Regions from separate parts of the Mus musculus genome. Here region 2 is linked to region 1. The links are chromatin contacts, called in public promoter capture Hi-C maps. All regions are on one chromosome and are shown on one strand. The core of a region is the stretch at or near the end of the contact, and the rest is flanking DNA. Distances in the headings are between cores, read along the strand shown. Region 1 holds the start of Clec4d (C-type lectin domain family 4, member d). Region 2 has its middle 31 kb from the start of Vmn2r27.

Evidence for each region. Promoter capture Hi-C pulls out the DNA fragments that hold promoters and counts their contacts.
Region 2: a promoter capture Hi-C map of the HPC-7 cell line shows a contact between it and region 1, with 85 times the contacts expected there. The contact joins the enhancer-like site here to the promoter of Clec4d in region 1. A contact is called at or near these places in 20 of 39 promoter capture datasets (the 3T3-L1 cell line, 3T3-L1-derived adipocytes, the C10 cell line and 13 more), 2 of 15 datasets of contacts at CTCF or cohesin (large pre-B cells and stem cell-derived epiblast-like cells), 15 of 484 Hi-C or Micro-C datasets (the Ba/F3 cell line, the G1E-ER4 cell line, the HPC-7 cell line and 10 more), 5 of 115 datasets of contacts at active chromatin or transcription factors (DN3 thymocytes, the HPC-7 cell line, acute myeloid leukemia and 2 more) and 3 of 9 other capture datasets (adipose tissue, liver and macrophages).

Annotation. Positions count from the first base shown.
Region 1 is chr6:123,259,751-123,265,009 of GRCm38.p6, forward strand. It overlaps Clec4d (C-type lectin domain family 4, member d), which reads left to right and starts at 2,357. Exons shown (of 6, transcript NM_010819.4): 1 at 2,357-2,612. The coding sequence starts at 2,585.
Region 2 is chr6:124,259,744-124,265,002 of GRCm38.p6, forward strand. No RefSeq gene overlaps it. Among named protein-coding and RNA genes, the nearest start is that of Vmn2r27, 31 kb to the left of the region's middle. Within about 2 kb of position 3,143, at least 6 of the 459 cell types and tissues checked have an H3K27ac peak or open chromatin away from gene starts, as enhancers often do. A contact at or near this core is called in the HPC-7 cell line and bone marrow-derived macrophages, where this site is marked.

The sequences.
Region 1 (5,259 bases), core at 1,107-3,606:
CCAAAAACACCCGCAAAAAAACAAAAAACAAAAAAACCAAAAAACTTCCAAAGCAAACAATCAAACCAGACTGAAACAGCAGTTCCCCAAACACTAACATAAACAGCTGACACAACTTCAATAATTACACAAGTAGACACTACATATAAACGTGTTATAAAGTACCAGCATCACATGATCAATTTTAACTCATGAGTGAAACAATTTTGAATTAACTTCAAACATATGTACTTACTTCTTCTATTTACTTGACAGAGAAGCAACCAGCATATCTCATACTGGCTTGCTTGCTATGCCTGCAAATGGTTGAGAAACTTCTACACCACAGTGTTTAACACACAAACCACCACCTTCCCACTGCCATCATGCTCCTCTCCATGAAACCCACAATAAGAGCTTGCTTGAATATGTTCTTCTCACCTAGGCAGACCTGTGCCAATCTGTCAGCAGCTATACCTGCCCCACCTCTAGCACCCTCTGTATCCTTTCCCAGCTCTCTCTAGAAACCTATCTTACCTGGAGCCTGGGACCACTATTTACTCAATAGCTTACCAAATAATGTAGTGATGATACAATCAAATATTTCTTAGATGACTTAGCAGTTTTTGTCTCTTCCACAATGATGTGCTTATGCATGACCGGCTCGTGTTATGTGCGTCACTGATTGCCAATTTCCCAAACCACAAGGCCACAACCCAGAGGGCCACATTGGGGATTTATCTTCTGGAGGAAAGCCTGCATTGTTAACTCTTCTGATGAATGTATTTGACTCCCTTTTGTTGTACATTATGAACCTTCACTATGTGTGGGTGCCTGGCTTTTTCCTCTTCCTGTTATTAGGTGTAATGGCTTACACATGTTGGCCTTTTCTGTTCTGAGTACAGAATGGACTCATCTGCCCACAATCGCTTGCCTTATAATTTCTTGTATCTGTTATTTAATTTTACAAAAACAAAACACTATATAGCTATACTGGAAATATGTATGTAGTCTTCATTTAAGAAAATAATACATATTTTAATGTGCATAATCATAATTATTTGATGAATGAGATCCATTGAAAACGGATGACATCTATAACATTTATTTATGTTTTATGACATATGAATTATTTATTCTCTGAATAATTGTGAATCCATAGTGAGCCTTATACATTCAAATAATAATCAAATATTTCATTGTCATAATGAAATAAATTATTTTTGTTAACTGAAGTTAAATTTGTTTTTGGAGACCTATCAAGATGTCCATTTTGCCTTTTACCATTTGTAAAGATTTCTTAGCTTAGAATCTGATTTTCAGTTTTGTTTCTGATTTTGTTGCTGCTTCCCCCTTGATAAACTTGCTGTCTGTTATCTAGGAAAATTATGGAATTTAGCCAACAGGCCCATCACTTTGCTAATTTTGACACAAGAATAATACACAATAAGAACTCAGATCTTACTTTCTCCAAGCCTCCTATGACGCTAAGGAAAAAAAAAATCAGGAAAGGTGTTATATGCTGTACAATAGACTTTAAGAAACATTTCTAAGCTGCTGGGTATTTATGATAATTGAGTTCAGACACAACAACAGTGCTATAGATGCATGGTATATATTTATTCTCATGAATATATGGGGGCTATATGTGCAAGGTCTCTTTGTGGTGGGATCCCTTCTCTAAGCTTGGAGAAGGCTGCTCTCTTGCTGTGTCCCAGTATTCTAGAAGGGGTTGGGGAAAGGAGAAGGAGTAAGGAGAGGGTAGAGGAGAGAAGGGACTAGGGAGAGGGGAGAGGAGAGAGGAGAGAAGAGAGAAGAAAGAGGAGAGAGATGAGACGAGGGTGAGAGGAGACAGAGTTCTAAGCATGGTAGTTTTATCATAAGGACTCCCCACTTACGAACTTAGCTAACTCTAGTGACCTCCCTGGGTTCCACCTTTAAACACCAACAGAAGTGTTTATGGCTTCAACGAATAAAGTTTGGAGGAACACAAATGTCCATTCTTTAATAATCCTGTAGGTGGAACCAGAGATCACAATAGTGTCTATCATACAACCTTTTCTTCCTTTGCCGTAACAAGCCTACTTTCACTTACCTGAGAAAATGTTGAAATCTAATCAGTGGCTTCACCAACTTCTTCCTCTGTTCTAAAGCAAAGGATTTCATGTCTTTACATGCACCATGTGCACAAAATCTATGTTAAAAGCTTTGTTCATTGTTATTTTGGACATATTTCATTGAGCTAGAGAACTTTCTAAGCCTCATTTTACCTCAAACTACCTTTGAAAACATGACATATGAGTAGCAAAAACACATTGAGAAATCTTACATGACACACTTCTGGAAGTTTTTACTGGCTTTGGGGTTGCTTTCTCAATTTCCTTTTCCTCTTTGCTCCCTGTGTTCTAGTACATTAGAGGAAACTCTGTTTTTAAGATTTATTCTTTTTCACTTGGCTCTCTTGTACTGAACACTTACTGATCTTACCAGAATAAGACAGATGTATTGATGTCCAATCTTAAATGTTTCTGAAGAGATACTTGTGATGGAAATATACACTCTGGGCAAGAAGTAAAAAGCAGACTGGAATCTCTTGACACACATAATGTGGCTGGAAGAATCCCAAATGAAATGTGAGTCTCTCTCTTTATCTGTCTATCTGTCTATCTGTCTGTCTGTCTGTCTATCTATCTATCTATCTATCTATCTATCTATCTATCTATCTATTTATCTACCTATCTATCAATCATTTATCCACCCATCCACTTCCCCCTCCTACTTTCTTTCTCTTCTCCCCTTCCTTTCTTCCCATGGTCCTCCTCTTCCTCCTTGTCTTTCGCCCCTCTTTCTCTTAACTCTTCCTTCTTCAAGATAAAGTTTTGTTACGTAGCACAGGCTGGTCTTGAATTTTCTGTGTAGCCTGGGATTGCCTCAGACTTGACCTCCTTTCTTCCAACTTTTGAGGGCTGAGTCTTTAGTTGATATGTGATCATGCTCAGCCCTTTTCACATTTAACTAGATTAAGTACTCATGACTATAATTTTAAAATGTGAATTGATGGCAGTGTAAAGATTTAAGAAGAGGGGTATTAGAACACAATGAGGATGGCCTTGATGGAGACAAAGGACATGGCTGATTCCTGGTAAGCTGTGTAACAGATGCTAAGACCAAGGAAAGGAGATCCTAAAATCAGATAGAAGCAAGAGGGGAGATAAAGTATATTTTAAAAAGAAATGAGATAAAATGAAAAGGAGAATTAAATACTTTGGAAGATTCCTTTGACAAGAAGAGAGAAAAATAGTACATAGAACATATAGATGTAGGCTCATAGTATGCCAGAGACTCTCCCTGGTTTCCCGATTGATTTAAAGGATGCTACTGGATCTGCACTGTGAGACTGTGAAATAATGCTTTATTATAGTAATTATATTATATTACTTATAAGCAAGCTATTGATACATCTTTTGGATAAGACATGGCCATTGCAGCCATGAACTCCTAGTAGCTATTGTCACCTGCACAAGACTTGGCATAAGATTAAACTAACAAGATCAGTCAACATTCCAGTAGACAGCACTTAGTGGACTGAGTGGATTACAGAGACAAGGCAGCAAAGGAGAGAACGTGAAAAGGGAAGTGGGAACATGTAGGGGATTCCTGGGGATGGGAGGGGGAGGGTGAGATGGGGGTGGAGCTTGAGGATGGTAATGATCAAGATACAGTGCCTAGATGTTTGAAATTACCAAGTAATAAATAAAAGATGTTATAGTAATAAATACATTGGAAAATGTTAAATTATGCTTACAATTTAAATCTTGCTTAATCTCACCAGTCTACTAGAGCTAACTTCACCAGGACCATGCTCTATCAAAAAACCTGGTTGTTTTGTTTTCTTGTTTGTTTGTGTGTGTGTTTGTGTGTGTGTTCTGCTTGCTTGTTTTTGGTTACTATTTTGTGTTGGAGACTGGAAGCAGTGTCTACCACATGCTAGAGAAGTAAGTGCTCCACCCTGAGCTATACACACCCAGCCCTTTCTTTATTTTTAATTTCTTCACAGACTATCACTGTGTATCCTAGGCTAGAATTGAACTCCTTTCATAACCCAGGTAGCTCTTGAATTTGTAATTCTCACCTCGCCTCCTGAGTAGTTGGCATTATATTCCTGTTGCACCAGACCTGGCAGAAAAAACAGTGCAAGAATTAATTTTTTTTATACAAATAAATTCAGTTATTTCTGGGTCATGGAGTTCTAGACTGAAGTTGTTACAGCAAATGTAGTGCATTTACAAATGGATAAATGCTGGGCCAGCAAGGTGGCTCAGTAGGTGAAGGCACCTGCCTCAAGCCTGAGGACCCACACAGTGCAGGGACAGAACAAACTGCCACAGGTTGTCTTCTGACTTCCACACGTGCACCAGGACACACGTGCACACGCACGTGCACACACACACAGACACACACACATGGACACACACACAGACACACACACACAGACACATACACAGACACACACACACACACACACACACACACACACACACACACAGAGGAACATACATAGCTAAGAGTGAATAAATGCTGCTCATTGATGTTTCTCCGGGTTTACTTTTCCTTTCTACACTCAGCAACACAGCCCTCTCTCTCTCTCTTGAGTACTTTATCTCAGCCATGCCCACACTGCACGCTTTCTTTCATTACGCTTTTTGAATAGATATGAAAATCTTGCCACACTATTTTAGTTCATAGTTCCTGGATGGGGCATACTTTCATTTTGTTTGGTGACCACTTAAAATTTCAATAGATTAAATTTGCTGCTTATTGGTTGGACCACCCAGTGCTCCCAGGGCATAGAGCACCAACCAAGGAGTGTACAGGGAAGGGGGGGGGGACGGGGTGGGGATCCAGGGCTCTAGATCCAGATATATATGTAGTATACCATGGCCTTGTCTGACATCAATGAGAGGGGAGGCTCTTGGTGTTGTGGAGGTTTGATGCCCCAGCGAAGGAATATGTTGTAGCAGTGAGGTGGGAGTGGGTAGGTAGGTGAGGGAGCACCCTCATGGAGGCAAAATGGAAGGGGGAGAGGGCAGATGGGATGGGAGGGCTGTGGAGGAGTAACCATGAAGGGGGATATCATTTGAGATGTAAATGACAGGAATGATTAATTTTTTTAAAAAAATCACAAGAAATGTAAAAATAAATTATGCAATAAACTGAAAAAACTTATTGCTCATAATTTACACAGTATTTTAATTGATTTTAGAAACTACATGTCTTCAA
Region 2 (5,259 bases), core at 1,893-4,392, 1.0 Mb after region 1:
CCTCCGACAACTGGAGCAGGGGTTATCCCTGAGTCTGTAGCCTGCCTGTGGATCCTGTGCATCTAAATAGACAGCCTTGCCTGACCTCAGTGGGAAAGGATATGCGTAGTCCCGCAGCAACTTGATGTGGGGGTTGGGAGACTGACACCCAGAGGGTTTCTTTCCCTTCTGGGAAAGGTGGAATGGGGAAAGGACTTACATGTGGAACTGGGAGGAGAGGAAGGGCTGATACTGGGATGTAAAGTGAATAAATAAATTAATTTAAAATTTTAACTATTTATATACTACATATTTATATATACTATATACTTATATATACCTATATTTATATATACTATATACTTATATATACCTATATACTTATATTTATACATACTATATACTTATATATCTATATACTTATATAGATATACTTATATATACTACTTACATACTATTTAGCATTAATATCTGCCATTTACATAAAAATCCTTATAACTAATGAACCATCTCACAGAGATGGTATGTTCTGAGAACTTGAGGGATGAAATGAAATAGCCAGGACCTACAATTAGGAAGTGATAAGGATTGGTTGAAGATAGCTCCATAGTAGTGTGCATGCCTCCCATGTACAAAGCCCTCAGTTAGACCGTAGTTCAGACAGGAATTCAAAGCTCTATGAGCGTTTGGTTCTCCTACATAGCCATGTGTGGTGGGTGGCCCATGCCCTCCAGAGCTGAGGATCCAGGGTGTTCAAGCAGCTCCCCACTCCCCCGCCACATTCATTTATTTTTATTTTTTATTTTTTTAAAACTTACTCTTATTTATTTACATTCCAAATGTTGCGTCCGTCCGTCCCCCCCCCCCGCCCCCCCCCCCGCCCCGACTCAGAGGCACCTTCTAGGAGGCAAAGGGGAGAGGGGGAGGGGGTCAAGTTGTCTCTTTAGAGTCTCTGGCTTGCTTCTGGTTTAGGGTCTCACAGGCCTGTCTTCCTTCCATCAGCGGGAGCACAGCCCCATCTAGTGGGCAAATGCCTACCAGACAGGCTCTTCGGCCTTGTATTTCTCTTTTCTTCTCCCTCTCTATCCTCTATACTATTTTCAAACTCAGGATCAAGTCCGCCCGGAGTATTGCACATACGGGGCAAGGGAGACTGAGGAAGGCCATTGCCAGCTCCAGGCCAGCCTGGACTACATAGATTCTGTTTCAAAAATAAATAAATAGCATTAAAATCAGTGTGGCTAATGGTCACAATTGCTGTATCTAACTGAACCTTGCATAGAAGCTCATTGGCCTAATGATTAAATCGGAGAAGAGGAATTAGAAAGATACCTTAAACTTGACGAATACACTCAAGCTTCCATTAATTACATTATTCTTGTTATGTCAAAAATTTCTGGGTGTCAGCCAGAGAAAACTGCAAACCAGGTCCTGCAGGTAAGTGAGCAAGTCAGAAAGGGAGACGCAGTTGATTATGAGGGAAGTTCTAGGATAGGAGAGAAAGCCATGACAGACTGGCAGTTAGTAATGTAATCAACCATGCATAAGAACGAACACACAACACCCCATACAACGTCCTGCCAATCGTCTGAGGACTTAGAGATGGCTGAACACGGGAACCTTCCTAGAAGTGTTATGCCCAGAAGACATGGAAGCCCTCCGCCCCCGCCATCCTTTGCCCAATGGGGCCCTTCCAGGTAGCTGTGTTTTCACACCAGACTTGACGTTTCTTGCCTGTAATACAGTGTCACAAAATAACCCAGTGTCAGGTCTTCGCACTTCACAAATGGGGATAAATTATTCGTTGAACAATTATAAAATAAAATGGAAATGGAGCAGTTTTATCCCAACTGGGCACAGTGGTGTTCCTCCCAGTGTTTTCCAGAATGATTAAGGGACCTGAGTTCAGGGACAGCTAAGTTCCACAAAAAGCCAAAAGAAACACCAGCAGCCAACAATAGTACTGATTTTAAAAAATCAACAGAGCTTTTAAAATAGAATACCAAATAAGTCCATTTTCCCAGTTCCTCTAGATACATTTTTTTTTTTTGCTATTGAAAATAAAAATATCAACATTTCCTTTTCTAAATAGGTGCTATCAAAATTTTGGAGTGGGGTGGGTAAATGTTTTATTGTTTGAGAATTTTATATACAAAAAAAGGTGGTTTGATCAAGCCCACCCACTACTGTTCACGCCCTAATCTCATGTTCACTTTTAAAAACCATGGGTCAGTATTGTATGAATATAGGGTCATTCACTGGCCTATCAGAGGCAAGAACAACAGAAGGAGGAGGAGAGGGAGGAGGAGGACGAAGAGGGGGAGGAGGGGGAGGAGGGAGAAGAACAGTGTCCCTTCTGTCAGCCATCAACAACCTCCTACAGTAGCATCTGAGCTAGGGTTGTGACGCTGTGTTCCCGCCACATCCCTGCTGGAATTTCACCTGACTGGATGGTGTGCATGCAGCCACAACCACTGTGAGTTTATGTGTGCACTAGCCCAGTCATGTCCAGAAAATGCTACTATGAAGCAGTCCTCTGTGATTTTTACCTCTTATAATCTTTCTTCCGCCTCTGCTGTGATGTGATGTTCCTGAGCTGGGGGCGGGGGGCAGTAGGTGTGATACAGGTGTCCCATTTGTGGTTGAACAGTCCACACTGTCTTGTTCACTTCACCTTGACCGGTTGTGGGTCTCTGAATTGACTGACATCTACTGCAAGCGGAACCTTCTCTGACGAGGGTTGAGGGATGCGCTTACAGATGGGTATGAAGAAGAGTATCTAGAAGGCAGTTTAACCGTGTGCAGATTCAGCGATCAGAAAGTGGTTAGCTGCTCTATCAGCCATTTTGGTTTTGGCAAGTGTCAGCTATGGGGTTGGTAGAGCCATGTGCCAGCAGATGCAGCAAAACAACTCACTTAACACAACTTTCACAGGGCATCTGTTGCTTAGGAGATATTCAATCTTGTCGGCTTTTCTCTTCCTGCCAATAACAACATCTGGGTCCCTCTCTGCAGGGAAAGCCACCTCTAGACTCTTCCATTCTGGGCCTGGGGTAGGTCTTTTGTTAGAGGGAAAGAGAGGGCAGCACTTAGCTTGAGTCCAGTCGTGAAGGTTCTTTGTTAACTTCCTGTGTGGGAACCCACTGAAAGAGACGATGGAGATCCACCACTGGGTGGCGCACTGCCTTCAAGTCATTACCTCACACCCAAACTAGGTCTGTGCATGTGTACAGTGAACCTGCATTAAACAGGACCTCAAATAAGACAAGAGTTTATCTTTCACATCAGTTTAATCCAAAAAGAAAAGTCTTCCCACCCCTCCATAGCAATGCTATCTATGTCAATGCTTGTTAGTGATTAAAAAAATTATCATGAAAAAGAGTCTAAATAGCATTGAGATTAGGGTAGAACCAAGGTTATTGGATCTAAGGTAATTAGAGGTTTTGTTTTGCATTTTATATCATATTTCCTATTACAGAAGACAGGATAAAATTTAAACATCAGATCAGAAGTGTTTGAAATTGAATTGAGTATTTTAGGCTGTGAGAGGCCAGTCAGTGCTTGCAAGGGTGGGCCAGGGTGTATTTGCCCTCCTGACTGGAATAACTGGTGCCATCTCCTACAAGTGTGGCCCAGAACCCCCAAGCTACTTCTTAAAATACAAGTTAGATCCCAACTTCCAGGTTTCATGGTGTTTTTATAGTTTGCTTCCTCTGGCTTTAGAATGTCTGTGCAGCATGGTTCAATGTGTAAATTCTGCAGTCAGTGGTTCTTGATAACATTACTCCACACACATCTGAAAATATGTCCTGACACTTTTGTAGACAAGGCTGGGAGAGGGAAATTCTATTGAGAGGGTCAGGAGCTGTTCAGTGTAAGACTGTCACCCTGATAACAGTGTCCTTGGAGGAGTCAGCTTTGAGCCCAGGGAAGGGGTCCCCTGAATGAGCATGGAGGGCATCTACTTATGCTCCTCCTTTAGGTGGTACCAGACATGGATAAACATGTTGATATGATTTACAATAAAAATACAGATGTTCAGCATGTTAAAATTTAAGAGTCCACCTTCAGCTGGACAGTCCCAAGGGTACTTTCAAGCAGTGTCTCTGAACATCAAGTAATCAGACCAGCAGCAAAATCTCGAGATGATAATTTCTTTAACTACCTGCCCACATTTTGATTCATTTTACTGAAATTACTAGAAATGACAAAGAAAGTATTGTATGCAAGTACCAAATAAAGTCAAATGTATTTGTGTAAGAAAAAAAAATACAGATGTTCTAGTGAGTTCAAATTCTGCTACCTTGCACGATAATAACATCTACAGCATGATTAAATTAGTAACACTTTACCTCTCAAAGAATACAACTTTATAAAGATACAGTGAGTCTGTATTGCATATTATTTGCCATTAGTTGACCTGACTGAAAAAGCACCTAAGACAGAGAAAATTTTTAAATTACCCCAGAATGATTGCCTTCCTGCCGTCTTTCCCTGTTAATCATTCCACGGTCACTTTAGACAAGGGCAGACATCAAGGATATTAGCAACTGCACTGTTCCCAAGGCATTGACCAGATGTGAGTGGCACTGACCTTAAGCAACGATGCCTTAGAGAAGAGGATCTCCATGGAACTTCAGAGTCTCAGAACGAAGACAGCAGAAAGACGTGAGAAGGGGTTCATTTTAGTCCTTGTGTTTATATTGGATTCCCCAGGAATTCCCTAATACCTCTCATTACCCTCCATCTGGCATGACTAGTGTCCTTAGAATAGAAGAAGAGGGAAGGGAAGATGGCTCAGTGGGTAACCACTTGCTGTGCAAGTATAAGGCCTGTGTCAGAATCCTTGGGACCCACAGAAAGCGTTGTGCGATGGCTTGCTTCTGCACTGTCGTACTCCTACTGTGAGATAGGAGACGGAGAGAAATGTGTGCAGAAGCTGGAGGGCCAGCTAGACTGGTGTGTCTAGTGGCAACCCCTCAAAAAAAAAAGAAATACCTTATCTCAAAGAGAGAGAAAGGTGAGGGCCGATACCCAAAGTTATCTTCCGGCCTCCATCCATGTGTTAAGATGAGAGGCTTCATCCAGCAACTGATGAAAACAGAAGCCAAGTCCCACAGCCAGACATTAGGTGGAGTTGGAGGAATCCCAATGTAGAATCAAAGAAAGGATTGTAGGAAGCAGAGGGGTCAAGAACACCATAAGAAAACCCACGGAATCAACAAACGTGGGCTCCTCGGGGCTCACAGAGACTGAACTGACGATCGAAGAGCCTGTCTG